4 separate regions of the Sus scrofa genome follow, and regions 2, 3 and 4 are each linked to region 1. Evidence: chromatin contacts called from public Hi-C and HiChIP or PLAC-seq data. All regions are on one chromosome and are shown on one strand. The core of a region is the stretch at or near the end of the contact, and the rest is flanking DNA. Distances in the headings are between cores, read along the strand shown. Region 1 overlaps LOC100512907 (a long non-coding RNA gene). Region 2 overlaps LOC106504342 (a long non-coding RNA gene). Region 3 holds the start of SOX4 (transcription factor SOX-4). Region 4 overlaps LOC100512907 (a long non-coding RNA gene).

Region 1 (6,621 bases), core at 2,764-5,263:
CCCAAGACACCGACTGAATCTGAGCCACAGCTACAACCTACACCACAGCTGCAGCAACGCTGGATCCTTGAATCCACTGCACCACAGCAGGAACTCCTTGTTTTTGCTTTTGATCCATTTATTAGTTTATATAATAATGGGTTGAAAGCCACAACAATGAAAAATTCTTAACAATCTAAGAACTAAATAAGACTTAAACTGAACAATTTCAGTGTGATTAATTTATTATGAAGCAAAAAAAATTTCAATATTCAATTTGACTAGGGACCCAGACAGAGGATGCACCTAATATAAAAATTAAGCATCTGTCCTTTAACAAGTTAATAAACTGACGCTAACATTTTCCCTTCTGTAATTTAAAGTGACATTTAATTTTGAATTTAAATATTTAAATGGTTATCCACTGACCCAAACAAAGTACTATGAAGAAGAGTAAAAATGTTCACTTATTAAAGTCATAAATGAAATTGCTTCATTTTGGAAGGAACAGCACACCAAGGTAATCTTTTATTCAATAAACATAAATGAGCATTTTAATCAGTTAAGAAAGACTGTTAGTATGGTCGGAAACCTTTACAAAAAAAAAAAATGTTATTTGGGGGATTCTCAAAGCTAGTAAGGGTGTGTAGTTACCACATCAGAAAAAATACACTCTCTTTTAGCTTGATCAACTATATTTTTATGCCAAAACATAAACACTGCTGGTTTAAAAAAGAGAAGAAGAAGATGGATGGGTTTCTTTTTTTGTTTTGACTGTGGTCTCTGGTAAAAGTGGAAACCACTGTTTGAAAACATTTATAGCTAAATAGTCCTAAATACTTTTAAAATCCTAAAGGAAAAGAAAAATCCACATCTACAGTTACTTATCTTCCATGGGGCCAAGGAATCCAATGTTACAAGTTCACAAGAATCCACATTATTCTCCTCCCTAATGCAGCCAAGCCTTGTGAGTACTTGTGACATCACAGCATGTTCTCACAAAAATTAATTTCCAATCAAAAAGGCAGGACAATGCTTCCTTTCAGCAGAGGGACAGATAAGGTAACAGAGGGACACTGTGGTTTAAGCACAGATAGTCTACTATGAGGAACAAGAAGAATCTAAGTGTTCTTGACTCTATATTCCTTTATGTTTCTCCTGGTGGACTCTGAATTTACTTTAATAGAGCTATCAAGAATCTGCCTCTGGAAAAGATCTTTTAAAAATCACAAACACAGAGACACTTGGAAAGGACAGGAGGAGAAAACAACACAGGTCATCTTATAAAACTGATTATGTGAAGTCTCTCCACACAGTATATATGTCAGCGTTGAGGAAAAACAATATCCAGATAAATTCAGCAGATATTCTTTCTTCTGGAGAAAAACCTATGTCTTTCTGTACATTGTGAAGCAAAGAGGGTAGGGTGGGAGCAGTTAGGTTTTATCCATGAGTATAAACAACAGGCTGGCTTTTGAAAAATAAGCCAAACCCAAAATAGCCCAGGAAAAAAATATTTTGTAATAAAAAAGGGCTATATATAAGTGCATACATACATACATATATATTTTTCCCCCCTGTCCAAATCTGGAATCCTTACTATCTTATTTTAAACAAACCAGAGATTGCAAGCTTCAATCTGTTTGGATAGAAAAGAATTTATATAAATGTTTTGTTCCAGCCCAAAAGGGAAAGAGAGTTTAAATACACAGTGCATGAAAGATGCATGCCCAACTTCAAAACAGCTTAGTGCAGAGGAGAGGAAAAATAACCCAACCTTCTGTTAGTCCTTAGCAGCAGTCTTTATAAACTGAAATATCTTGTGATTTGCAACATCGTTTCCATGACCCCAACCCTAAGCCATTAACCAAAATTTCATAACTGCCCTGCTCTGGTGCCTCTTCGGGTGGGGAGAACAGGAGGGTCAACGAAGAATAATGGAAGCAAAAATCTGTATTTTGCACCCTTCCTCTGCACTTGAGAAAGAAAAAACCAGGGCAGATAAATCTGTATAATACTAAACCAAATCTCCTTAATTCCAGTCAGCTTTTATCATTCAGTCACTGAGTCTGTGTGTGGAAAAATTCATGCTAATTCCCCCTAGCAACAGCCTCAGCCTATCAGGAAGACTTTATGTACCATGCAGCTGCCAGCCAGAGAGAATAACTCTAAGTAGGTCAGGCCTGTATTTCTAAAAATGCTACGGTCTAGTAACCCCACTGTCCCGTCTGTCTGCCCTGCCCCATAATAACCTCAATTGCTTGGTGACACAATGACATACTACCCTGTTAGAGAGCAATCACATCATGCTACATTATTCTGCTTCGGGCATGACTGCTGGGTGAAGGACCCACGGAGGGGCAGCATTAATCAGGCAGCCATTCACGTCCACCAGCACTTCAGTCCCGAAATGGGGACTGCATTAATGACCAGCTGTTTGAACGAACACAAACAAAATAATGTCTTCCACCCTGTTGGGTGCACAGAATGAGCTATTCTGATCTGGCAGGTTCCGCTCCTTGACTAAATCGAAGATGTAAATTAAACGGGCTCCGACAATGTCAGCTTTGGCAACCTCAGAGTAAGTATATTTAAATTATATTACGTGGGATTCAAAAAGCTATTGATTTAATATACAGGGCTTTCCCCTGCCTGCGCGTCTCCCTAATCCACATTAAAAAGGGAAATGCATACACGGGTAACGTAATACATATGCGCGTATTACCCAGGAAGCCGAGAGAGAGCGGGGCTGAACTGAAATTGACTTCTCTTCGGGCAGAGAAACAAAGCGGGTGTGGAGTAATTGTGCAGTGTGAACACAAATACAAATAGGCAATGAATGCCGTGGAGGAGCGCTGAAAACAAATAAGAGTAAACATCCTAAGCCTACCAACCAATCAGCTCCTCCCACCGTGTCTCTGTGGGGGCTGTGGGCGCACCGCAATCGCTAAGAACCAGAGACAAGGGAGGGAAGTGAAAACGTGGCCTTAGAATCTCAACCACGGTGGTGCCCCAACTTGGCCTGGGGTTATTCAGGCACTGCTGTTTGGCTTCAGGACAACCAAGGCTCCTTCAAGGTTTATACCAGGGCTAGCAACAAAAAGCAGAACCCCACAGGAGTTTTCAAATTCTAAAATGGGCATTTTCAAATTCAATTGACCCAATTTATCAGAATATAGCTTTTAACTCCTCTCCATGTTAATGCACAAAAACACGTAAACAAACACTTCCTGAGGATGCAGAGATAAGGGAGACGAGCAGTGCTGTTTTGGGCTATTTGGGGGAATATCTTGCACTGATGGGGCAAAGTGCTAATATTTTCTTACACAATTAATCTGCATTTTTAAGGGTCCACAGTTTCATTTAATGAATACACAGTATCCCCACCTCCCCAATGAATAAATAATTCAGCCTTCAATTATGCAGAATTCAGCAAATCTCAAATGTGTAATCCATCAGTATTTGATTTACAAACATAGAAGATTCCCTAATTCATTTGCCCTTGTTTGAACCGGGTTTGATAACTCGGTTATGACTGTCTTCTGCACTTTGTGGCACACATCACATAGTTATTCTTGGAGAGATACAGTTACTGACGCAACCATGAACCACTAATTACAAGCTGCTGACATTCTGCTTGTCTCTGCAGCTTTGAAGTTCTGAGTCTGTTTTTCTCACTTATGTGCTTGCTCAGTTTCACTCTCTTTCCCTCACTGCTCCCCTCCCCCCATCGTCCTCTCTTCTCCTTCTTCCCACTTTGAGCCTTTCTGGATTGGCTCTAGTACTATCTGGAGGGAGCGCTAAGAGGGATCAGCAGCTCCAACCTGCTTTCTTTCCATTCCCTCCCTGCTCCCCGTGCGTGCACACAGATCTACAGTTTGGACAGTACAGTAATAAGATCCCCACCCAACCCCACCCGCAGGAATGCGTCAACAGCTGGCCAAACATAATCCAACACACAGAGCTGCCTTTGTAGAAATAGTAACAAACAGTGGAAGGGCCAGACAGGCATCCCAGACAAGCTCCCCATGACAACTGGGAAAGCTCCTCTACCCCAGACTGGAGCTGACTCCTTTACCAAGCTGGGCTTGGGGTGCCACGGCTCATGCATCTAAAGCCCAAACAAGCGCCTCCCCAAGCTCTCCAGAGGCTGTCCCAGGGCACGTGCATCTCCCCACAGCAAGGGAGATCCCGCGCTTCCTCTATACTGAGTGTGACTCTTTTTTGCCGCATGGCACGCGCCCTCCAAACGCAACACCGCAATCCCAAATTTCATCAACGGTATCCCGCACCTCTATCTAGCCATCTACCTGCAAGCTCGTAAGGACCATCTCTTCCTGAGCAAAGGACTCCTTTTCTTAATTTAGAGGCTGAGCCGGGAATTCTAAAACATGTAAATATAAGACTGCATTCGTCTCCATTGAACATTTAGCATCTGAAGCCTGTGGTAGCCAGCTGGTCTCAAAGTCATCTGGGATACATTTATTTTGATTAAATTGATCAGATTTCTATTTACAGGACAGAATTTTTCACCATACTGAATACAGCTGTGTTTACAGGGATCTGTAGAAGAAGAAAACAAAACCCTACAATCAGTCCTAGAGAAGCACAGAGCACTCAGAACTTCAAGGAGTTAAAGCTGAGGAGGGTTGCTTGCACATTAACAAGAAAATTCTGCATGCAGCTGCTTTGGCCATTCTCTCTGGCTAGTCAGGAAATGGGTGTTGAGCTGAAGCTGAAAATACAAGCTGCAATCAAGCCCAATCCAGCCAAGTGACAGACTTCCTGTGTAAAATGGTCAGAAATCTCTTTTTTCATGTCTCTACATGCATGCACATGCATTTAAATCCATGCTGCAAGGCTGCTCTTTCCTCTGGGGACACTGGTACAGTCACCTAGCCCATCAGTTTCTTCCTTGACAGCACCGGGGACATCCAGACTACAATTTACAGTTCCTCCATCCATGTACTGGGTTGTAAATTATGCCATCCTCCTAGAATGAGAATGCAGGGCGAGCGGCAGATGATCAAACGGCGTTCTGCATCTCCTCTTTCTTCTCAGGCGCTCCCTCGCTCTGCCTTTCTCCAACTCTGCCTCTTCCTCGGGCAGGCAGACACGTCAGATACCTGGTTTATCCATCGTCAGCTCCACTCCCAGGTAAAATGCCACCACATCTCATCAAGACTGATCCCTGGGAGCAGCCCCAGCTGGGGGCGCAAGGAAGGGGCTGTGGCCTGCCCTTGCCCTTCAGAGGACCAGTGGGCACTGGATGGAAAGTATTCCTAACTTCCCCTGCCCCGGTCCTTGGCGTTCTTCCCATGCGTCCCACCCCGGGTCTTCTGCAGCATCACCCTGTCTTCCAAGTCCCCTTGTCCGGCTGTGAGGGGGCCCCGGCCACAGCTCCAGCAGCAGGTCCTTCTTCTGCACTGCGTAGACCAGCAATGCCGGGTTCAGGTGACCGTGGCGAAGCTGGGGCTGGGAGGCAGCAGGAGCAGCTCAGGTAACCAGGGGAAGCTTGGCGCGCCCACAGCGATGCAGCCCTGGAGCTGTGAGGAAAGACGGTCTGCTTCGGTATTTAAAAAAAAAAAAAAAAAAAAAAAAAGGAAAGAAAGAAAGAAACACAAAAACAGCGCAGCTCGGCGCCTGCGGGGGTGGAAAAAAAACAGACACAAACCATAAAAAAAAAAAAAAAAAAAAGCAAGAGTTAAAATCAAATTTCAAAAAAAAAAAAATTACATAGATCAGAGTACTTCATGCGACTTTTATTTTTGACGTTTCTCGGGTTATTGGCCTCCCCACCCCCTCCAAAATCGCCTCTGTCCCTGAACGCTACTGTCCATGAGTGCCGAGCCACAAAGGCTTTTGCTCCAAAGTGCTGCAGACCCAGCATCACATGAGAAGCCACATGACAACTGGAGTCGGCTGCTGATGTGGTCAACTATGTTGCCGAGGCAAGGGGGAGTAGGAGGGAGACAAATCTTAAGTGAGACATGCCCCTCTCGTGCTGCCAGGAAGAAATTTCCTTAAAAGAACAATGAGTAAAAGGCATCTCTGAAGAAATGCATCCAGACTTTCATATATGCACACGCACATAGACTAAAGAGATCATGGGTGCTTGGAGACATTTTGAGGATGCTGTACCACAGACACTAGCTGGATGGCAGCAATATTATTTCTAGTTTGTATTAGTCAAAGCTGATTCCACTTAAGCGGATTCCTGAAAAGCACACACCATGTCTTCATAGCATGATCAGGCTTGGAAAACCAATTCTATTATCTCGCCCTGCAATCTGTATCTGAACCTGCATTCTGAATAATTTATTTTTAGACTAATAAGATGCTTGCCAAGACCGCTCCCTTTCTTCGGCGAGTGGCGCAGGCAATATTCACCCAAGTGGGAAGAGCTTGCCCCTTTGTAGGGAGAAGAGACGAGACGGTTTTCATGATTTTCAAAATACGCAATTTCTTATTTAAAGGCACACAAACACAATAAAGTTCTCCCGCAAGTAAGCATTAAAACCAAGCAAAATGTTTCTGCTTCATTGAATTAACATGCCTCTTATTTGCAGTTTGGCATCTCACGCTGGCAAATGGTAGTGCTATTTTTCTAGCGCTACTCACGGCTGCAGCTAGAGCCCTTAA
Region 2 (6,621 bases), core at 2,114-4,613, 500 kb before region 1:
GTGTCATATGTGGGAAATGTTAAAGCATAACCAACTATTTAATTTTTTTTTCTCTTTTTAGGGCTGCTCTGGCAGAATATTTAAGCTCCCAGGCTAGGGGTCAAATGGGAGTTGCAGCTGCCAGCCTATATGCCACAGCAACAGCAATACCAGATCCATGGCGCAGCTTTCAGCAACCTTAGATCCTCAACCCACTGAGTGAGACCAAGGACTGAATCCACACCCGCATAGATACTAGTCAGGTTCATTAACGCTGAGCCACAATGGTAACTCACAACTAGTTAACTATTATTTTTTGTCTTTTTTAGGGCCTCACCCACAGCATATGGAGGTTCCCAGGCTAGAGGTCTAATCGGAGCTATAGCTGCCAGCCTATGCCACAGCAACAGCAACGCCAGATCCAAGCCGTGTCTGCGGCCTACACAAGAGCTCATGGCAACGCCAGATCCTCAAACCACTGAGTGAGGCCACGGATCGAACCCGCAACCTCATGATTCCTAGTCAGATTCCTTTCCGCTGCGCCATGGCGGTAACTCCACTAGATAACTTTTAATATGAATCAATTAAATCATATTTTTCAACGTGAATTAGTTATAAAAAGATCAGTTCTGCTAAGTGTTCTATGAATATTAGAATAAAGCACTCTTTACAATACAAAAATGGCTGAGAATTAACAATTATTCTTGCCTCTATACAAACACACAAACACATACACATACTTCCTTTTTAAATTTCGTTTTGCTTTTTGATGTTGCTCCTGCTGGTGTTTCTATACTATTTTGTTTGAATGATGAATGGTTTTTATCATAAATAGTTGTTTATTCCTGCAAATGTGAACAAGGGCATGGACATGGTAAAGAAGGAAGCTAGTATACATGACATCACTAGAGCCATGAACAAATTTTCTGCAAAATTGTTTTTGAAAACAGCTTGGAAATGTAAATTTAAGATAAAGACATGAGTCATTAGGGGATTAGCATCTGTCCTAAGACATTTGGTGAGTAAAAGATTATACTTACGTACTGATCATTCTCTCTTCAGTCCACTGAGATTAAGCATGTGCTCTAACTTCAGGCTGTTCCATATTCTCCCAAGGTATTCAGGTGTTTGCAAATTAGCCTCTCAAAATACTGCAACTGGAAATGGCTTGTTGAACTCCATTAATTGATTAAATTCTATATGTAATAGAGCAGCACATGTTTGATTGCTAATAAAAATGAATCCCAGGAAGTGGTTTGTTGGGGACGAGAAGGTAAAAATAGAAAAGATTCAAATCTTATTGGAACATAAAAAACTTGTAGTACTGATCTTGGTGCAAAAGCTCTAAGACCACCTATTCGTAGTCTTAGATACTTGATTAGAATGCCTGTGAAAACAGTTGCGGTAATAAAAGCCTTGAGCGCATTTGATTTATTTTGTTTTGTTTCGCTTCTATTTTATTTCAGTTCAGCAAATGCTTATGAAGCACATTATATTTGCCAAGCACTATTCTACATTACAGAGTCCCCATATCAATTCTGTGCTGGAGGCAATATTATTATGCACATTTTATAAACGGGAAAATAGAGTCAAATAGCAAAGTTGGGATTTGAATTCGGAGATACTGGCTGTGGAGTCCATGCTCCTATCTACTGTGTGACACGGGGTCTTTACACTGACTTTAGCTTCTCACTTTGAAAATATGGGTTATGAACTAATATGGTGAAATTTTAAGTTCAAACAACATTCTCATGGTTTAGCCATCTGAAATTGAAGCAGGGGCTAGAGTCACTGGGCAGGTAATAACCTCTAGGCACAGTTGCTTAGTTTCCAAAAGTGTTGAACACACTTAACTCATCTAACTTCACAAAGTCCTCAAAAGGGATTTGCTTCAATTTTGCTGAGAAAAATCAAGGCTTAGAAAGGTTAAATAACTTCAATAGTTCATACAACTAGTAGGTGCCACAGTCAAAACTCTTTGCCACTGTTCTGGTATCAAGCCTCACACCTTTCCTGGAAGCCCAAGGAATCCTCAAAAGTCAAGTTCTGATTTGCTTTTGGTTTTTTGGGGGGCGTTTTGGCCACACCTATGGCATTGGAAATTCCCAGACAAGGGATCGAATCCATGCCACAGCAGCAACCCAAGCCACTGCAGTGAGACAACACTGGATCTTTAATCTGCTCTGCTGCACCACAAGGGAGCTCCTGATTCTCAAAGAAAGGAAAGAAAGAGAAGCAAGGAGGAGTATAACCAATTTCCTCAGCGTCCTTTATACATCTGAACAGCACAATTCCCAAGAAATACAGCCTTTAAATTGCAGCATGCATTTTATTTTTCTTTATTCTAAGTCAATTTTAAAGTTACACTTCTAATAGAGTGCCTACTCTTACATTTTAATTTCTTTCTTTGGGTTTGAGAGACAGAGAAAGAGATAGAAGCCGACAGCTGGGGGATAACTCAGATTGTGTTTTATGGCTACACGTGTGTGAGCATGCAATGCATAGGAAAGTGGTCTTTCCCAAGTGTGTCCCCGCACACATTTGATTGACAGTCACAACGATGGTGACATGACCTAGTTTTTCTTTCTTTAGAATACATGGATCTGCACCTAAAGATAGGTAGCCCTTGGCTTTGTCTCCTGGGTATGACAACTTTAAATAAATCCTTAAGTTCCATGACCCCATTCCCACCTTGTCTCCCTTCAACATGCTTCCTGAGTAGCTGCTAAGTATAAGGAACCTTAGAGAAAACAAGTAGAAGGAAGGGAAGAGTGCACACAAATAAAAGACTGAATATTTGAAAAGGACATTCAGCAAAAGGAAAAGCAAAAAATTGGGAAGCAATGGGGGTGAAAAGAAAACCTGGTGAATGGGGTTGGAAGAAGGGCAGGACTTGAGAAGATTCATGTCACCTGGCATCAAAGGAGATAGACCTTCTCTTCTCTTTGACTCAGTCCCTTGTTTATTGGGATGATCCACCATAGTCGGCTTAACTCTTGGCTGAAGCTAGGGAAGACTTGTCACTATTTGCTGTGTGAATCCATGTCTGTAATTTCTGTGACCTGAGCATTCAGGGCAAAAATTGTTTCCATTTTTTCCCATTTCATGCATCATTTCAGAGTTGTGTAGTCACTTTGTAGAAGCTGTGGGTGCCAATTTTAACAAGTAGAAAAACAAGAATCGCAAAGCCTGCATTGCCTGCATCTGCTTCTCTCATTTCTGAACCAGAGAGGATGGGAGTTACCGAGGACAACAAAAGTTAGCAACAGTGGATCCTGTGTTTGCATAAGTGTCCTATTTTAACTAAGAGCAACTGTGCATAATCCCCTCAGAGAATCGGGTTGCCAGTTGGCAGGCCTCTGGAGCCAGAACACCTGCGTGGTGGAGAGGCACTACTCTCTGTGAAGGGTGCCAGCCATGGCCTTTCCACCCCACAGGCTTAGCATCTGACTAAGCATGCCAGTTGCTTCTGAGGGCCAGTTGCTTACAGAAAATAACTACAGCCCTGTGAGACAGTGTTTCTCTCTTTGATTTTCTCTCTGGATCTGACTACCCTCTTTCACAACTTGCCCTATCTTGTATGGCTTTTCAAAGACTGTGACATGAAAGCAATTACAAATATTAAATACAGAAGGCAAAATTTATTATCCCTGAAACATCAAGAGAGCTGCATGGACAACAGATATTGGAGGGCACTTCCTGGAGATCATTTTGCTGAGAGTTAAATATTCCCAAGCATACTAAGGGTAGGGTCCCTCCAGTGTTTTGAAATCCCTGCCTTATCTGGCAGGATCTTTTCTGCCATTCTCCTCTTAGCTCTTTGCACATGCCTGGAAAAATGAATGAATGGCAGAACTCACCAATCGACTGACCAAGAACTGAATGCTAATTTACATAAATGTGACAGGATCTGGATTTCCATGTGCTTTTATAATTTAGCTACTTCAATAATTCTCAGGAAATAGCTTATTCTTAAGTACTCTTTCTTTCTCCCTTTTTCCTTCTTTCCCTCCTTTCCTTTTTTTTCTTTCTCTCCTTTCTCTTTAATGTGGTATAAGAAGATAGATTCTTAGGTCATAAACCTGATTCTGCCTAGGAGAGCAGATTTCTTATTTTTAAAGGCACACTGGGGTCACTGTGTCCCGACACATATCTTTTTGTTTTTTTTCTTAAGTGCATTTCTTTTAAAATGAAGGAAATCCTGTTATTTGCGACAACATGAGTAAAACTGGAGGGCACTATGCTGCGTGAAATAAGCCAGAAAGAGAAAGACAGATACTTCATGGTATCACTTACATGTGGAATAAAAAGAAATAAAAGTAAAAGCAGAGGGTTGAACTCAGAAACAGTAGGATAGTGCTTGTCAGGGGCTGGGGAATGAGGGAAATGTTCAGGGGATGGTAAAAGAGCTCAAGTTTTCAGTTATAAGAATAAGGTCTGAGTATCTAATATAGAACGTGGTGAATATAGTTGATAGTACTGTATTGAGCAATTAAAATTTGCTAGGAGAGTAAAACTTAAATGTTCTCACACACACACACACATTAATTACAGTAGGAAAAGAGATGTCAAATTGACTCTAGGAAACTTTTCACAATGTCCATATATATATTAAATCATCCTATTGCATAATTTAAGTATCTTACAATTTTGTCAGATAGACTTCAATAAAGCCTTTGAAACATAACAAAAATATATGCATTTCCTTCCTAATGACAGTTTACCTTGTCTTTAATGTATTGAACTTTTGGGAAGAAGATAACAGCATGCTGATTCTCTGGTCTGGAATCTCAACCAAAATTATAGCCAGGAGAGCATCTCCAGATGTTCTAGAGTCTTCCAACTCTAAGCCAGCCTGAGATAAGGATCCAGAAAGAACAGTACCCAAGCTGCCTGCTAAAACCAGCACCCAGCGTTAACATTACCTGGGTGGTGTTACTGGCCAGTGCATATTTTCATATGCATCCTCATATCTCCTATCAAGTTTATCTTTGAATCCTAGGGTGTTAGTTACTGTGTGTCAGACAGAATATATTCCTTTCTGGAAAATTCTCGATAGGGAAAGAAACTTTCATCGGATCCAACGAATAGCTCAATTGGCATACATGTTATCAGTGTGGTTTCAAGAGGCAGGTGCTCTCACACTGAAGTTTACAGTACATCCAACTCAAAATATTAGTGTTAAATTAACGAAGAATGAAATTTCTAGGCTTTCAAATAAAAGGTTATTGCTGAGAGTATCCCACATTTTATGCAGAATATAATATTGAAAATGAAAACAAAACTAATTGCATATGTTGAGGGTGATCTTTAGAAGCAGTGACAGAAATTCAAGCGACCTACATGCATTATATTCCCAGCGGAAATGTCCATCTCCATCACCATTGCCCCTTTTTCTTAATTTTTTCTCCTTTTTTTTCCCAATCGCTTTATTGAATTTTATGGATTTATTATAGCACCATCCTTAATATCACAAGATAGAGGATGAGTCCAAATTATGATATTGATATGGTAGCAGAACATGGCTGTATTTCCTTTTTTTTTTTTTTTTTCCTTTTTTGCAAACACTGGGTCAATTTTTCTCGTGAAGAGAGAGGTTGGGAAGTTAATTAGGTTTGGTACTAAAACGCTGATTAATTTCAACTGATTCTGTTAATTTCACAAGAAATAATTAGGAAAACCAGCAGCTTACACAGCATTACCTTGAACTATCTTCCCCTTAGTGGGAGTTTTTAAAGGTTGGTTGTGTATGATAGGGCAACAAAAAATTTCAGTCATAAGAACTGAAACCCATAATTGTCACTGTTGTGAATCTCCAGCTTGTCTTCGCAAGGTTTGATTTTACAATTTTGTGTATGCGATCGATGGTAGGAGATTTGAAATCTCTCCAGCTTCTACTTGGTATGAAAATCCTTCAAGATGCACTGGTTTGACGGACATTTCTTCAGAAATGCTAGCTACCAGAGTTGTCATAACATGTTTGACAATACAATTAGTATTATTTTGATGTTTTAAATATAAACAACAAGAAACAAAATCTTTGATGTCTGTGGCATTTTGTATTCTGGAGAAAATTTGGTAAACTTGGTATCTGGAATACTAATCAGAATGCTTGCTACCCATGAAAACAGCAAGTCAGCCATGGAAATGCCTGTCTTATTAACTGTGAAAACTGAAACACAGAGGGAAAATATAATCTGCTTTAAATATATTCTTGCATGCAGAGAAAGGCAATGCATTTGGAAGTCACAACTGGCATATCCCTTTGCTGTTTTCTAGGATGTGCTTATGTAAAATGAACACAGCCTCAAGATGAGGCACAGAAAGAACCAGAGACCTGGTATTCTTGTTTGGAGAGCCTGCAAGAGAGATGTTTCAAACACAGTACTTTATTAGTATTCCTTGGTGCTAAGACAATATCTATTAAAAAAAAAAAAAAGATTTCTCCAAAAAACACAGGCAAAAAAGTAACCATTAAACTTCCTCACTATAGAACTGTGTAAAATTTTCCACCCTTGAAGCTACGGCACATGTATTTCTTAAAAAGACAAAAAATATATATATATTAGCAAACCACAAACACATGTACACACACTGGGAAAATTGGATTGCTTTTCTCAACTGAATGAATAGATGTTTTTA
Region 3 (6,621 bases), core at 2,210-4,709, 460 kb after region 1:
GCTGAGATTTCTGCTGCCTCTTTTTTCCTTTTGCTGTGCCTGCGTGTGTGCGTTTGTGTGTGTGTCTGTGTATGTGTGTGTGTGCAGCATGTGGTGTTTGAAGAGGATGTTAATGCATGAAATTATTAAGGGGAGAGACGGAAATGTATTCTAACCATTATGTTAGATAACAAGGGGCTTAGAAGGGGGGAGGGTGAAATACTGTAAATGGAAGCTTTCTGCTTAAAAGCCAAGTGATTATTTTTATTAGTTCTTTTCAGTATTGGAATAAAGAATCAGCCTCTGGTGCAAAATCTGTTCCTCGGCTCCTTCATAAAGCCAAGGATGTAGAAGGGGGAGGAAAACCACGACAATAAATCAATGGATATTGAAAACCATTAAGAAAGTGGTACCTGGACACCTGTCATCACAGTTATTTTAACAACTCGAGGTACAGCACAGATGTTGATGTACTGTGTAAATCCCTTCAGAGCAATTTGGGTGCTGTTTGTGAAGGCAGAGAAGAAGAATTTTTGCAATAATTATTTGCTTTCTTAACCAAACAGGGGTTAACTATGGTTACTTAATGATTTAAATTCGGCTATAAATCCTGGATAGCCTAAACAGAGGAGCTTTCCACTGGAGCACATTAGGCAGCATTCTATACTTAACTCAAGGGGAGAATTTACATAGAATTTTGTGTAAGATGATAAAGGATAGGAATCGATTTTACTTTCTAAGTATTTGCTTTCCACATTTTCAGAATTAAAGATTGCTCCACTCTGTCCTTCTCCCAGCCTAAACCCTCCTCCTTTCCTTTATATATATTTTCTCCTATATATTAGCTGCTTCAATCAAATGGAACTGAAAGACCCAGACAAAGAGAAACTAGAAGGCAGTGGTAGCTGGTTGCAGAAGAAAATGGAACCTCTGGATTTACATTAGATTTGGTGATTTATATTAGATCTGGTCGCTAGTCCTTTTTACTGGTCTTGTAACCCTGGGGATGTGACAAGTATCAGTTTTCCTCATCTGTGATGTGGGAACAGTAGGAACTACTTTATGTAGGGTGTTTGTGAAGGTTGAATGAGCTTGATGTACAGTAAGCCCTCAGTGAATGCTGTTGTCCTTCCCTGGCTAATTCACATTGTGAAGACACTCCCTTTAGTAGAAGCATGTTGTTCAAGAGACTAAAATTGAGGATGGCCACTGATGTGAAAAAATAATCACAGATCATAAACATGAACTATCCAAGGACCACATCAGCAATCCTATTGTCCTAATGATTTGAAAAGAAACTTCATGAAGAGCCTTGTGAAGAACGCAGCAAAGAAAATGTGCTTTCGTAGTCAGAATACATGCTAATTTAGCCATGAAAATTACCTTTGGTCTAAGGTATGAAAATTAAAATTCTACTAAAAATTGGTCTTCCTTAACACCTTAATAGTAAACTGTTTTTCTATCAGCCAATGCTAAGTGGTTAGGTAGGGCTAACCTAACATAATTTAAGTCAGCTTTCTATTCAGATCAAACTAGTGCGAGGCAGTAGATTTCTATTTATCTTGTCAAACTTTTAAAGTATGTAGGCTGGCGAGAGGCCCAGGTTGTCAGATGTAGAATTTTACTGGAAAGAACACCCTTTGGAGACATCTGACTGGACCTCTAAGGATTAACCACATGCAAGAATGTTTTTGTGGGTAAAAGCAAATAATTTTTGACCAGTAGTTACCCAAGTTATATGCTTTTTCTTTTAGAAGGAGAAACAAATCTTAAAAACAAACAAACAAATTAAAAACCCGCAGGCACTTCTTTTGCATATAACAAAATTGGGTGTGTTATCATGCTTTTCATTTTCTTTGGTATGCATACCACAACACACCCGTACATGTTATCAGTCTGACATAAAAATTACTCTAAGAGGTCTATTATTTATAAAATCAATATTTCCACAAGAATAAAAAAAAAGAATAAACACCATGTTTATTTGGGGACTTGTACCAACTAAGGATTTGAGGGTGTAGCTAGTTTGTGATAATTCAGTCAAGGTGAGTATCAATATAATTGATTATATTTCCCAAGCTGTTTATGTTTCTAGCAGTGAATATTATCAGGGAAAAGTGAAGTTAAAGCAGAGTAGTTTTGTTTATGTTTAAAGCACACAGATCTTTTTAAAGTGTGTACTAAAAAAAAAAAATAGCCACTGGCCTATTTATATTGTTAGCTGTATTTCCCATATTTCAACAAATCTAAGTAATGTCTTCAAGACATACTATTGTTATATGTCCTTAAGAGAGAACAACTGCCAATGACACTGATACCCCCATGGTTGTAAGACATCTGAGAAGTTAAAAATGAAAAAGTTCTTAGAATTAAAGAAATACATTGTTAGTAATTTCCATTGACTTTATAAGAGTTTTAGGGTATACATGAATGCACAGACTGCTGAAATAGGTTTGTTCTTATGTGTTAGTAGTCCTCTTAAAATGTAACAAAACATGTGACAAATGGCCTTTTACTAAAGTCATTTTTCTCACCAACTGAGTATGTGCACACTGGAATGTATTAGGCCTCTGAATAGCAAGTAATGAGAAAAGATTTCTGTGTTCTCACTACCTAACTTCACATGCTTTGTAACCAATTTTCCATTACTGACATTTTTTTTTCCCCAAATACCAGATACTTGGTGGCCCCTACTAAATCAGTACTCAGTGTTCCCTCTGCTGGCTTTGCAGTACATGAAGTAATTCTTAATGCTACTCTTTAAGCCACATTAACAGTAAACCAAGATAATTTTGCAAAAAAAAATTCCTGTTTTAGAATAATAGAGTAATTGTTTTTATTAGCAATGATGCTATACATTCCAAATTTTGAATTAATGTAAATATTTTTAATCTTGTTTCATTTATTAAACTAATAATGAAACTATTTGAGATGTAATATAATATCTGCTAGTTCTTTTATTCTGCTCCGCACACCTGTACAACATAAAATATCAATCCATAAAATGGTATGGGGTATAGATAGAAATAAGATTGTATCCCACTGCTTAATATATTCCTATAGCATAGTGAGGGGAAAAAAAATCTGAAGGGAAATTAGTTTAACAGATCTCTTGGATTTGCACTGATTTGCAAGATTTTGCCTGGCCTTGGTTATAGAAACTATGATTGTAGGCGCTGTTCTGACCTAACAAGTATTCAGTTCAAAGAAAATAAAGAGAAAAGAAATACTTGTCTTTGTTACTTTAGTAGATAGGGAAGAAGCCTGAGAAATTTGATGTCCTTGGCCTTTGCCAACTAAAAGGCCTCAGGCTTTTTGGTTCCATACTTTATGGCAAAGAACCCTCCATCCAAAGCTCCTTTTCTTCTCAATCCGGTAGGCAAACGTAATTTGCACTCCATTTTGGGGGGGCTGATGAAGTTGTACTAGAACTGGACTTTCCTTTGGGTTGGGGGGCATGTTGAAAATTAATGTATGGAAGTAATTCTTATTTGCAAAATATCAAAATAGGGTCTGGGGGTAAAATGAAGTCCATGAATGATTTTTACTATTAGAATGAACTGAAAGATAAAAACCCTGCATTTCTAATAACTTTTTACCATTTTCTACCCCTTCCTAATCAGTGACTGGCACCTGGTAGGTTTATGTATGCACTTCATACCAGCGCCAACTCATTTTTCCTTTCCTTTCAGTATCCTCATGAGAACAAGAAGAAAACGGGTGTTTCCACTGGGCCACGGAGATTTGAAGCATAAATACAAGCTTCTGTCTGCCCCATTTCGCGAGGCAGGAGCAGGGCACACCCACTGGGAGCCTGGGTTTGCTCTGCCACCAGCCGGCTCCCAATCCGGGGAGAAGCCGCCGCCAGGTGGCAGCGCTGAGCCTCCCTGCACTCGCATGGAGACGTGGGAAAACGTGGAGACTGTCAGACTTCTTTCTTCTCCCCCTTCCACCTCTCCCGAACCCTTATCATCCCACACTCTTCCAACGTGTTTAGGTAGCAGTTTAAATGATCAGAGGTTATAGAGTGTGTCGATGAATCTTGATGATTTTTTTTTAAATCATAAATCGAGTTTGGGGCAACGAACAGTTTTGGCCTCCTGTTCACTTGTCAAAGCTCCCAGACACTGGAGACGCCAAGGCTAGCTCCGGTTTGGGTCTAGTAAGTGAACCGGGCAGTTATCAATTACCGTGTCCGTATCTTGCTGAAGCTGCAAGTAGTTAGAAGTCTCTCTCCGAGAGCCGCTGCAAAGGAGGCGCGCTTTACTTAAGGACTGGCAACGGATACCCCTCCTCCTGGAAAGATGGTCTCAGCCAGACGCCTGACCGAGCGCAGCGACTCGGTGGCGCAGGCTCGGCGCTCTTCCTGCCCTGAGCTCGGAGAGGATTCGGCGGGGATTAATGGTGCTCAGCCGCGTTCCGCCGCGCCGGCTGAGACTGGCCTTGCGATTATGGTTACAGGGAGGAAATAAATTGGAATCGACTCAGGCTGTGCTTTTTGGAGGAAAGTCTTTCCTACTGTAAACATGTTTCAGGCGATCCTGTCAGCAGTACTTTAACACCCGTCTTCCGTTTAGGTTTACGACCGGGGAAGAAGCTGAACACACACACACACACACACACACACACACACGCCCCCGCGCCCTCGCCAGCTCCTAGCCCTCCTTTGAAGTTGCAACTGGCCGCCTCTAGCCGGGGGGTGGTTTCCCGGGTGCTCGGCTTCTACATTTCCCCTCTCCACAGGGCCAGCTGGGCCCCTGGCTATGGTGCCCAGTTCCGTCCCTGACCGGAACTGACAGCCACTCGGCCCCCTGGCTTCCCCCGCGCCTTCGCTTTGGACGCCTAAATGTTCCGTGCGCGCTGTGCGTCTGGAACCCACGCTCCGGCTGGCATGCGGCATTCGTACACCGGCTGGGCACTCCCTCCCCGGTTCCACTGAGCCGGCAGCTGCCCGATCAAGAGGGCAGAGCAGGGCGTGTGCGCGGCGGGCGGGGGGAGGAAAAGGCTGTATAGGACGAAGGGAGGTTGACAATTGGTTGCACCCAAACCTTCAAGCGTCCCTTCTCCAGGGATTTCGAAGAGGCCAGCCTGCCTCGGTGCCGCCTCCCGTGCTGTAAAGGCGAGGGAATCGTGGAGTCGCGGCACCCGGGTCCCAAGGCATGGGCACACCAACGCCCCTTGTGACTCGACCTCGGGTCTCATGTTTGGGAGGAGGAAGCTGGCAGGTAAATCAGTGGTAGAGTCTGCGCCCCAGGCGCAGTTACTTAGAAGCAGAGCATGTGTGTGGGGGTGCAGGGTTCCTGCTCGCTTTGTTTCCCCCCCTTCCCCCCGCCCCGCCCCTCCCCGGGTTCGCTTGTCTGCCTTTCCGCAGGCTACCGCGGCAGCCAGGCCCGCGGGCAGGCATTCGGGTGGGGCTGCATAGCCCCACCCCCACCCCATCCCGTGGGGCGCCCTGAAACCATCCCTGTGACCTCAGTAAGGGGGTGTGGATGGGAGCACATCCCGCGGGATCCCTACCCCCAACTCAACAGCCAAATAGAAGCAATTACAGTTGGGGCCCCGTGGGGAAAGCGGCTGATTTCACTTATGGAAAAACGCTTAAACAAGAGCAAACCTAAGCCAACGTTAGTAAACGACTTGACCTACAATTGGAGGCTGTGCGAGGGCGGGCTGGGGCGGGCGCGTCAGCCAGGGAGGGAAACCCGCTGGGGAGAGGGCTGAGGGAAGCGAAGCAAAACGTCAGATAAGAGAAGGAGAGGAAAGGGGAAGGGGGAGGAAGAAAGGCTCTTGATTGCAGAGAGGGGGGGTGGGAAGGCGCGGAGCCCGCACGGGCTGCCTGGCGACGCGGGTCAGAGGGGAAGAGAGGCGGGCACTCAGAGAGGAGCGGGCGCAGGACGCGCGGGCTCCGCCTGGCACCAGCTCTCCTTGCTCCCCGCCCTCCCCTTCCCGGATCCCCCAAGGCCCGACGTCACGTGCGGAGCAGACGGCGGCTCGTGGGGGTGGGAGGGGCGGGGTGGGGCGGCCACCGAAGAACGCGGTGCCCCAGACCGCGCCGGGCGCGCTGCACACCTGGCACTCGGGACTCGCCATCTGCTCCAAGCTCACTGCTTCTCTGGCCAGTGGTGTGGGCTTGGAGAAATACAAGGGTACTGCCTGGGGAGAGGATGGCCTTGAGTCAGCCGAGGCAATGAAGTCAGTCAATCAATGTTTATGGTGCTCCTACTGTGTGCGGAGCATCTCCTCCAGCTGCTGGGCTCAGGAACGGCACCACCTGTTCTATAGCGTGTGTTATACATTGTAACAGTGCAAACGATAATCTGTAAGCAAATTCGACCAAGTACCGTTGAGGCAGTTTGAGAGTTTGGAGAGGTGTCGGGTCTGGCAGTATAAGGTATGAAAGTTTTATGATTTTTCTCGGCCTTCTTAAGTATGGGTGACACAGACAGACAGACACACACACCCATGCTTCCTGCCCCACCTTCTGACAACACAGAGATCAAAATTAACTATAACAGGAGTTCCCATAGTGGCGCAGCTGAAATGAATCCGACTAGGAACCATGAGGTTGCGGTTCCATTCCTGACCTCGCTCAGTGGGTTAAGGATCTGCGGTTGCCCTGAGCTGTGGTATAGGTCATAGATG
Region 4 (6,621 bases), core at 2,199-4,698, 280 kb after region 1:
GGGGCTTGGAGAAAGGCCCAGCCTCATCTTCCTTATGAAGAATCCTTCACCCTCCAGAGCCAGAGATTTAGGAGAAGAGTCAGAGAGCACCCTCATCCCATTCCACAAGGGGAGCCCCTCAAGTGACAAAGGCCAAAAGGACCAGCCCAAGATGGCCAGCACGAAGGCCAAGCCTGCAATCAGGGGACAGTCCCTGGGCCCTTCTTCCAGCTCCAGAATCGCCTTCCAAGGAGAGATTTTACAACTCTACCAATTAGTCCCATTTGACAGATGGGGCAACTAAGGTACAGACAGAAGAGTGACTCAGAAGTTTGATTCTAGAACATGTACTTGTCCGCCTCCTCTAGCAGCCTCCTTTCTCTTTCTGTTAGTGGGACATCACAGTGCTGCCACAGATGCACAAAGCTGCATTTCTAGCTGAAAATTACTCGTAGTAACAGGCGGCTCCCTGATGCTCTGAATGTTTCCGGCTCACTCTTCACTTTCATCTCAGGTATTGTAAATGGGGACAACAGAAAAGGAAGAGAGATCCTGAGACTCCCATTTCTACTATGTGTGCTTTTAGGATTTATGGTGGGGTGGGGACAATTCATTCAAACAGATTTCATTTCATTAGGCTGTACGTAAAGAGGTTGAGTCAGGGCCAAAATGCATCAATAATGGCACAATTCATTCAGTTCACCCATCTGGATCGTGCTGCCTCTGGTTCCAGTGTTCTGACGGGATCTGAGAAGCCTGCAGTTTGAGAAACGAGTACCCTCTGTAGCCCCACGCCTCGTGTGAGTACAGGCGCCTCATTTCAGACAGCAGATGCTTGAGCCAACAGTCGTGTGTCACTGGGGAAGAGGAGTGCCTTCTAGAGAGCGCCTCTTCTGCAGAGAAGAAACATCTCAGTTCCTGAGCAACTTTAATTTGCCACACTGTATTTTTATAGACACTTCCAAACAATTAAAGCCCTGTGCTGCAAATTCAAATTGCTCATGCCTAGTTGCAAATTTTATTGCCACGAACGGGGTCCCAGAGAAGCCCTATTAACTTTACTGGCAACTCGTGGCTCCCCGGTTATGAGTCATCGCCAGTGAAGTAATTCAGAGATCATTGCCAGGGTGGCGGAAAGGGAGCACACAGCAGCAAGAGTAAGGAGGAGGCGGGCCAGCAAGATCCCAGAAGGAAAAAAGAAACATGATGAGAACTGCGAGGAAGGCCAAGTCCTTGAAGTTAAAGAAAAGGAATCAGGTGATCACTGAGGAGAAGGAGCGGGCCCACCACTGCCCCTTCCAAGAGATCAGGGTGAAAACCACCTGCACTGTCCCAAATGGTATCACTTAGAAAAGCTTGCAAGTGTGAATACACTTAATAGTCACTTCTGTTCAGCTTCTGCAACCTGTATCTCATATCTGAATCAGGTCAGAAAAAGACACAGGAAAAAGCCATTTTCGTGCTTATTCATTCAAGTACGTTAGCAAAAGACAGATGTTATAACCGATCTCCTAGCTCACTGTAGAAAATGAAGGAGAGCAAATGTGAAAATAAGTTCACCTGTTCCCAATTCCTGCTCAACTACTGTTAAATGTTCTGGCATAGTTCCTTTTCAATATTTAAAAGTACATTTTTACATGGGTTTTCTTGGTTTGTTTGTTTCTGAGGTTTGGTTTTTTTTTTTTTTTTTGGCTTTTTAGGGCCACACCCTCAGGGTAGGGGTTCCCAGGCTAGGGATTCGATCAGAGCTGCGGCTGCCGGCCTATGCCATAGCCACAGCAATACCAGATCTGAGCCACATCTGCAACCTACACCACAGCTCATGGCAACATCAGATCCTTAACCCACTGAGTGAGGACAGGGATCGAACCTGAATCCTCATGGATATTGGTCAGGTTGTTAACTCACTGAGCCCCAAGGGGACCTCCCAACATAGGTTGTTTATTGGACATTTATCTGCAATCTTATATTCCTTTCATATTTTCTAATGTAAATCAAACTTAAATATGAATTAAAAATAACTCCTAAACAGTTTTAATGTGCAATATTCCTCTCGTACACTTAAACATATATAATTATTTATATTGTTGTATGATGGGGATATCGTCATTTTTTTTCCCTTTTAAAGATTTCTTGTGTCTACAAAAGAGGAAAGTATGTTTATCTTTCAAGGTCTCTAAGATGTGCATTCCTAAAAAAAGAAACACACCATACCAAGATTTAGAGTATTCTGTAATCATAATCATTTAAGCAACTTTTATTAATCAGTTAGATAACTGATATTCTAACTGATAGGAACTTCAGCCCTTTTTTTTTTTTTGTCTTTTTGCTAATTCTTGGGCCACTCCTGCGGCATATGGAGGTTCCCAGGCTAGGGGTCGAATCGGAGCTGTAGCCACCGGCCTACGCCAGAGCCACAGCAACGCAGGATCCGAACCGCGTCTGCGACCTACACCACAGCTTACGGCAACGCCGGATCCTTACCTTAAGCCACTGAGCAAGGGCAGGGATCGAACCCGCAACCTCATGGTTCCTAGTCGGATTCGCTAACCACTGCGCCACGACAGGAACTCCTCCTAGCCCTTTTTAATAATGCATTTTCGCATGGATCCCAGACTATCACGTCTTCAACGGCATTTTTTAGGGAGTGATTTTACTTTCTAAAACATCTCTGTCTAGTAGTTCCACGGTAAAAGCAAATACACGCAGGAGGATAGAAAAAAACGCTGTGGAGGAAGGCAGGAGGGGAAGAGGAGGAGAGGGGAGAAATGATGCCTACTCTATGGTGAACCCTAGACACTTTTTCACTTATTTCTCAAGTTTTGCCCTGAAAAATATCTCCTCACACATGAAGTGGAACAAAAAAATAGCGCGTTCAGGTTTAAACGAGGCAGGGGACAGGATGAGAGCGGGTCCAAGAGTTCAGAGGCAGAGAAGGAAGGAGGGAGGGGCCAAGCCGACAAGGCACCCTCCACTTCTTCTCTTTGGTTCCTGGGCCTCCCCTCCAGGCCAAAGCTGTGGGAGGCCTCCAGAGCCAGAAAAGCTTACGACGACCCTCCCTCCGCCCCATTCAGTTCTGCGCCCAAGGACCCCACCCCTCCCCAGCCCGGCCCAGCCCCACTGGGCCAGGCCCGGCAGCAGCAGCAGCTCCAGGCACCCGAAGGTCATTGCTCGGTTTGGCACCAAACGTTCCCTCAGTGAAAACAGGCCTCCAAAGAAGAATGAAGCAACAGCCAGGAAAGAACCACTTTGCACACAGACTTCCAAGGAGAATTAGCCTCGTGAAATCCTCTGTGCAAAAGTTCACACCATAAAACAGCTGCTGCTCCATGTCTCGGGGTTCTAATTAGCCCCCGGCTCCTGAGGTGCACAGAACTTCTGGCCAACGGTGTCCAAGCTGCTCAGCTCTTCCCGGTGCCGTTAGATCCCCAAAGAGCCCTTGGTCAAAAAACTAGGTCATCAGCTTATCCGCCGCGAAGCATTTACTGTCGTTTCCAACGGCGTGTTCTGCTCAAGAGGTTATGATAATAAAGGAAGGGCTGCAAACATGCTTTCTTTCAAGTCCTGGCCTGCACGTTGCCACTTCCAAAACACTGGCTCCTTACCTTATCTTACTCTGGCTCTTTTAGACTCAAACCCACTGAACTCTGACCCTTTTCTGGATGAATACAAATCATTCCTTGAATGACTCTATCAAAGTTTATCTAAGCTCTCTCCCCACCACCGTCCCAGCTTTAACCTAACAGGTCCATGCCAAAAAAAAAAAAAAAAAGATTCCTGTTTCAAAAAGTATTAGCATGCTTTACCCCTGCCAAAGTTTACAGCATAGTTACATCCTGCCATAGAAAGGATGGGGCTGGGGGGGGGGGGGGCGGGATGCGGAGGAGGGCAGCTGTTTTTTCAATCAACTCCAGCAGAAAACCTCCCACGTCCCCCACACTGCTTCGTCCACACCCCCAGCAGGGCGAAGAGGGAGACCACGTGGCAAGTTTTATTTCTCCGAGGAGGAATCAAGCTAGCTGGCTGGCTGGCTTTCTCCATTCTCCCGTAATTGACCAAGATCCTTTCTCATTCACCTGGGGACCATTACAGATCCACGCCAAAGGGTTGGGTCTCTGCTCCCCTGGAGGCTGACTCCCGTTCTGATGGAGCCCGAGGCTTCGATCTCCTCCCCATCCATCCTCGCCAGAATCTTGCATCCTCCCACTTGAGCACAGCCCAGCTCAGGGGCACGCATGTCAGTGTCATACAAATAACAAACTCCAAGGTGGGTTATTTTTCATCCCACACCTTCCAGGAATGTGCTGCAACACCTTCCCACAAAAGGACACAGCTGCTGCTGACAGTGTCACAGCATCCCAACCAGCTATGTCCTCCCCTCCGAGCTCAGCAACTGGGCTTCTCCTTGCTCTTCGGACATGTGAAGAGGAAGGAAGGGAACCTGGGGGGCGTGCACAGGACAAAAAGCAGCTGCGGCCCACCCCCTCCTCCGCCTGCCCAAGAGCTCTCAACCCAGGGACCTTGAGATCAAAGGGTGGCTCCACCCAGGCGCTACCTCTGATTATTTTTCTCCCTTCCAGTAGGCAAGCAGAGAAAAGGGAAAATAAGGACAAATGTGTTCCAAACAGAAATACTGCCTAACACTAATTTGGCTTTGGGCAAGGACCAGATTTTAGGCCCGATATCTCCATCTCTGTCCAACGGTTAAGAAACTAGGGTGCAGCCTTGATCCAGCTCTGAAGCCTGCTGCCCAGAGCCTCTGCCAGACCCAGAGGAGCAACAGAACCCCAGACTGTTCCTCATTCCCTAGCTGCTCCCCCCTTTTTTTATTCTTGGTAAATTCTTTTTTTTTTTAATGCTGTGGTAATACTAATTACTATGGAATGGACTTTTAACTGCAAAACTTACATTCCTGGTGTGAAATGGTTCAGTATTTAGAGAAGACAGTACGTGTACATGAGCTGTTCTTCTAAAAAGCCTCTCGATCTTTTCTCAAATGACTGAACTGTAGCCAAAGAATGTGAATCAATGTTGATGTTATAGCTGAAGAAAAATCTAGGTTTAGGTAGCATTCATCTATGACCAATGTCATAACATGTTGCCCGTCACCCATTTAAAAATGGTCATAGGAGGTGACACATCATGAGCACTAACTGATGTCATCTCTAAATGCAGGTTTAATAAAACTTAACTCATTCACTGCCTTGAAGCCTGTCTGAATTCTACCCTTAAAAAGCTGGATTGCTGTGAAAGGCATAAAATCCCAAAAGTTTTATTTTGGCCTAGTAAATATATCATTAACATAACAATTGTTGGTGTAAGAGGTTTTTTTTTTTTTTTTTTTTTTTTTTTTTTTTTTTTGGTCCTTTTAGGGTCACATTCACAGCATATGCAAGTTCCCAGGCTAGTGGTCGAATCAGAGCTGCAGCTGCCGGCCTACATCACAGCCACAGCAACACAGGATCTGAGCTGTGTCTGCAACCTACACCACAGCTCATGGCAATGCTGAATCCTTAATCCACTGAGCAAGGTCAGGGATCCAACCCACGTCCTCATGGATATTAGGCAGGTTGATTACCAATGAGCTACCACAGGAACTCCGTAAGTTGCATTTTTAAGTTACGCTCTCAAACAGACATTTCACGATTTAAGTCACACTCTACCTTCCACACACACACATTTTTCTTCAAAAAAAGAAAACAAGCTAACATCTAACTAAGCCAACTCCTGATTCCCAATCAGTAAAGTCTACATCGGAAGTCTGATGCTTCCGACTCTGCTCCATTTCCATGGCTATCTAAGCATAAATGGAGGACAGGGACAGGAGAGAATCAAGAACTGGAAATGTCCATCTATTAGGAAGTTGAATTTCCCAATATAAGGTCGAGACAGTGGGATGGATTAGCTGAGGGTTTTTTTTGTTTTTGGTTTTTTTTGCCTTTTCTAGGGCCGCTCCCGCGGCATATGGAGGGTCCCAGGCTGGGGTCTAATCAGAGCTGTTGCTGCTGGCCTACACCACAGCTCACAGCAACGCCGGATCCTTAACCCACTGGCAAGGCCAGGGATCAACCTGCAACCTCATGGTTCCTAGTCAAATTCGTTAGCCACTGCGCCACGACGGGAACTCCTTGATTAGCTGACTGAGGGCTTGTCTGTCAAAGAGACCATCCCAGGAAGAAAACCAATTAACTTGTTTGGTTTTCATGGTAGAATGGAACCAAACAGTGGGAAAAAAGCAATCTATCTACACACAGCTCCCTCTCCTCCTCTGCACTGGCCCTTGGCTTGGCTCCTTGGTAACTTGTCTCCAACATCACCTGGTAAAAAACTTATTTGCAGCCAAGCAAATACTTGTGAACTTAATCTGACCTCTGTTTGCTGTCTCTCTGCAAAGAAACCAAAATATGTAACTCTTATCTCATTGAATCCCTAGACTATCAAAAGACACAAATCCAAAAAAAAAAAAAAGGGAGGGGAAATAAACTGATGTCAAAAGAGATAAATACAATGTGTTTCCACGTATTACTATACAGTTAGAGTCATATGGCCCTTAGGTACCAAGCACCATAGGATCACTGCTTAAAATGTCCAACACTGCTTATCCAGATGATTAATTTCATAAATAAAAATGAGTAATACCTC

What was found. A called contact is a pair of places that touch in the nucleus more often than the background predicts. HiChIP or PLAC-seq counts read pairs in DNA pulled down with a chosen protein or histone mark.
Region 2: a contact with region 1 is called in an H3K27ac HiChIP or PLAC-seq map of skeletal muscle. The contact joins two enhancer-like sites. A contact is called at or near these places in 2 of 47 Hi-C or Micro-C datasets (fetal skeletal muscle and skeletal muscle) and 1 of 2 datasets of contacts at active chromatin or transcription factors (skeletal muscle).
Region 3: a contact with region 1 is called in a Hi-C map of heart right ventricle, with 5 times the contacts expected there. The contact joins the promoter of SOX4 here to the enhancer-like site in region 1. A contact is called at or near these places in 11 of 47 Hi-C or Micro-C datasets (brain, embryonic fibroblasts, fetal heart ventricle and 6 more) and 1 of 2 datasets of contacts at active chromatin or transcription factors (skeletal muscle).
Region 4: an H3K27ac HiChIP or PLAC-seq map of skeletal muscle shows a contact between it and region 1, with 6 times the contacts expected there. The contact joins two enhancer-like sites. A contact is called at or near these places in 2 of 47 Hi-C or Micro-C datasets (both in skeletal muscle) and 1 of 2 datasets of contacts at active chromatin or transcription factors (skeletal muscle).

The regions. Positions count from the first base shown.
Region 1 is chr7:17,348,498-17,355,118 of Sscrofa11.1, reverse strand. It overlaps LOC100512907 (a long non-coding RNA gene), which reads right to left. Exons shown (of 7, transcript XR_002346090.1): 7 at 207-5,622. Among named protein-coding and RNA genes, the nearest start is that of PRL, 110 kb to the left of the region's middle. Within about 2 kb of position 4,013, at least 46 of the 83 cell types and tissues checked have an H3K27ac peak or open chromatin away from gene starts, as enhancers often do. A contact at or near this core is called in brain, embryonic fibroblasts, fetal skeletal muscle and 1 more, where this site is marked.
Region 2 is chr7:17,850,428-17,857,048 of Sscrofa11.1, reverse strand. The region is part of intron 2 of LOC106504342 (a long non-coding RNA gene); the gene reads right to left. Among named protein-coding and RNA genes, the nearest start is that of HDGFL1, 160 kb to the right of the region's middle. Within about 2 kb of position 3,363, at least 3 of the 83 cell types and tissues checked have an H3K27ac peak or open chromatin away from gene starts, as enhancers often do. A contact at or near this core is called in fetal skeletal muscle and skeletal muscle, where this site is marked.
Region 3 is chr7:16,883,672-16,890,292 of Sscrofa11.1, reverse strand. SOX4 (transcription factor SOX-4) reads right to left here and starts at 3,459. Exons shown (of 1, transcript XM_013977467.2): 1 at 1-3,459.
Region 4 is chr7:17,063,933-17,070,553 of Sscrofa11.1, reverse strand. All of the region lies in intron 3 of LOC100512907 (a long non-coding RNA gene), which reads right to left. Among named protein-coding and RNA genes, the nearest start is that of SOX4, 180 kb to the right of the region's middle. Within about 2 kb of position 3,448, at least 19 of the 83 cell types and tissues checked have an H3K27ac peak or open chromatin away from gene starts, as enhancers often do. A contact at or near this core is called in skeletal muscle, where this site is marked.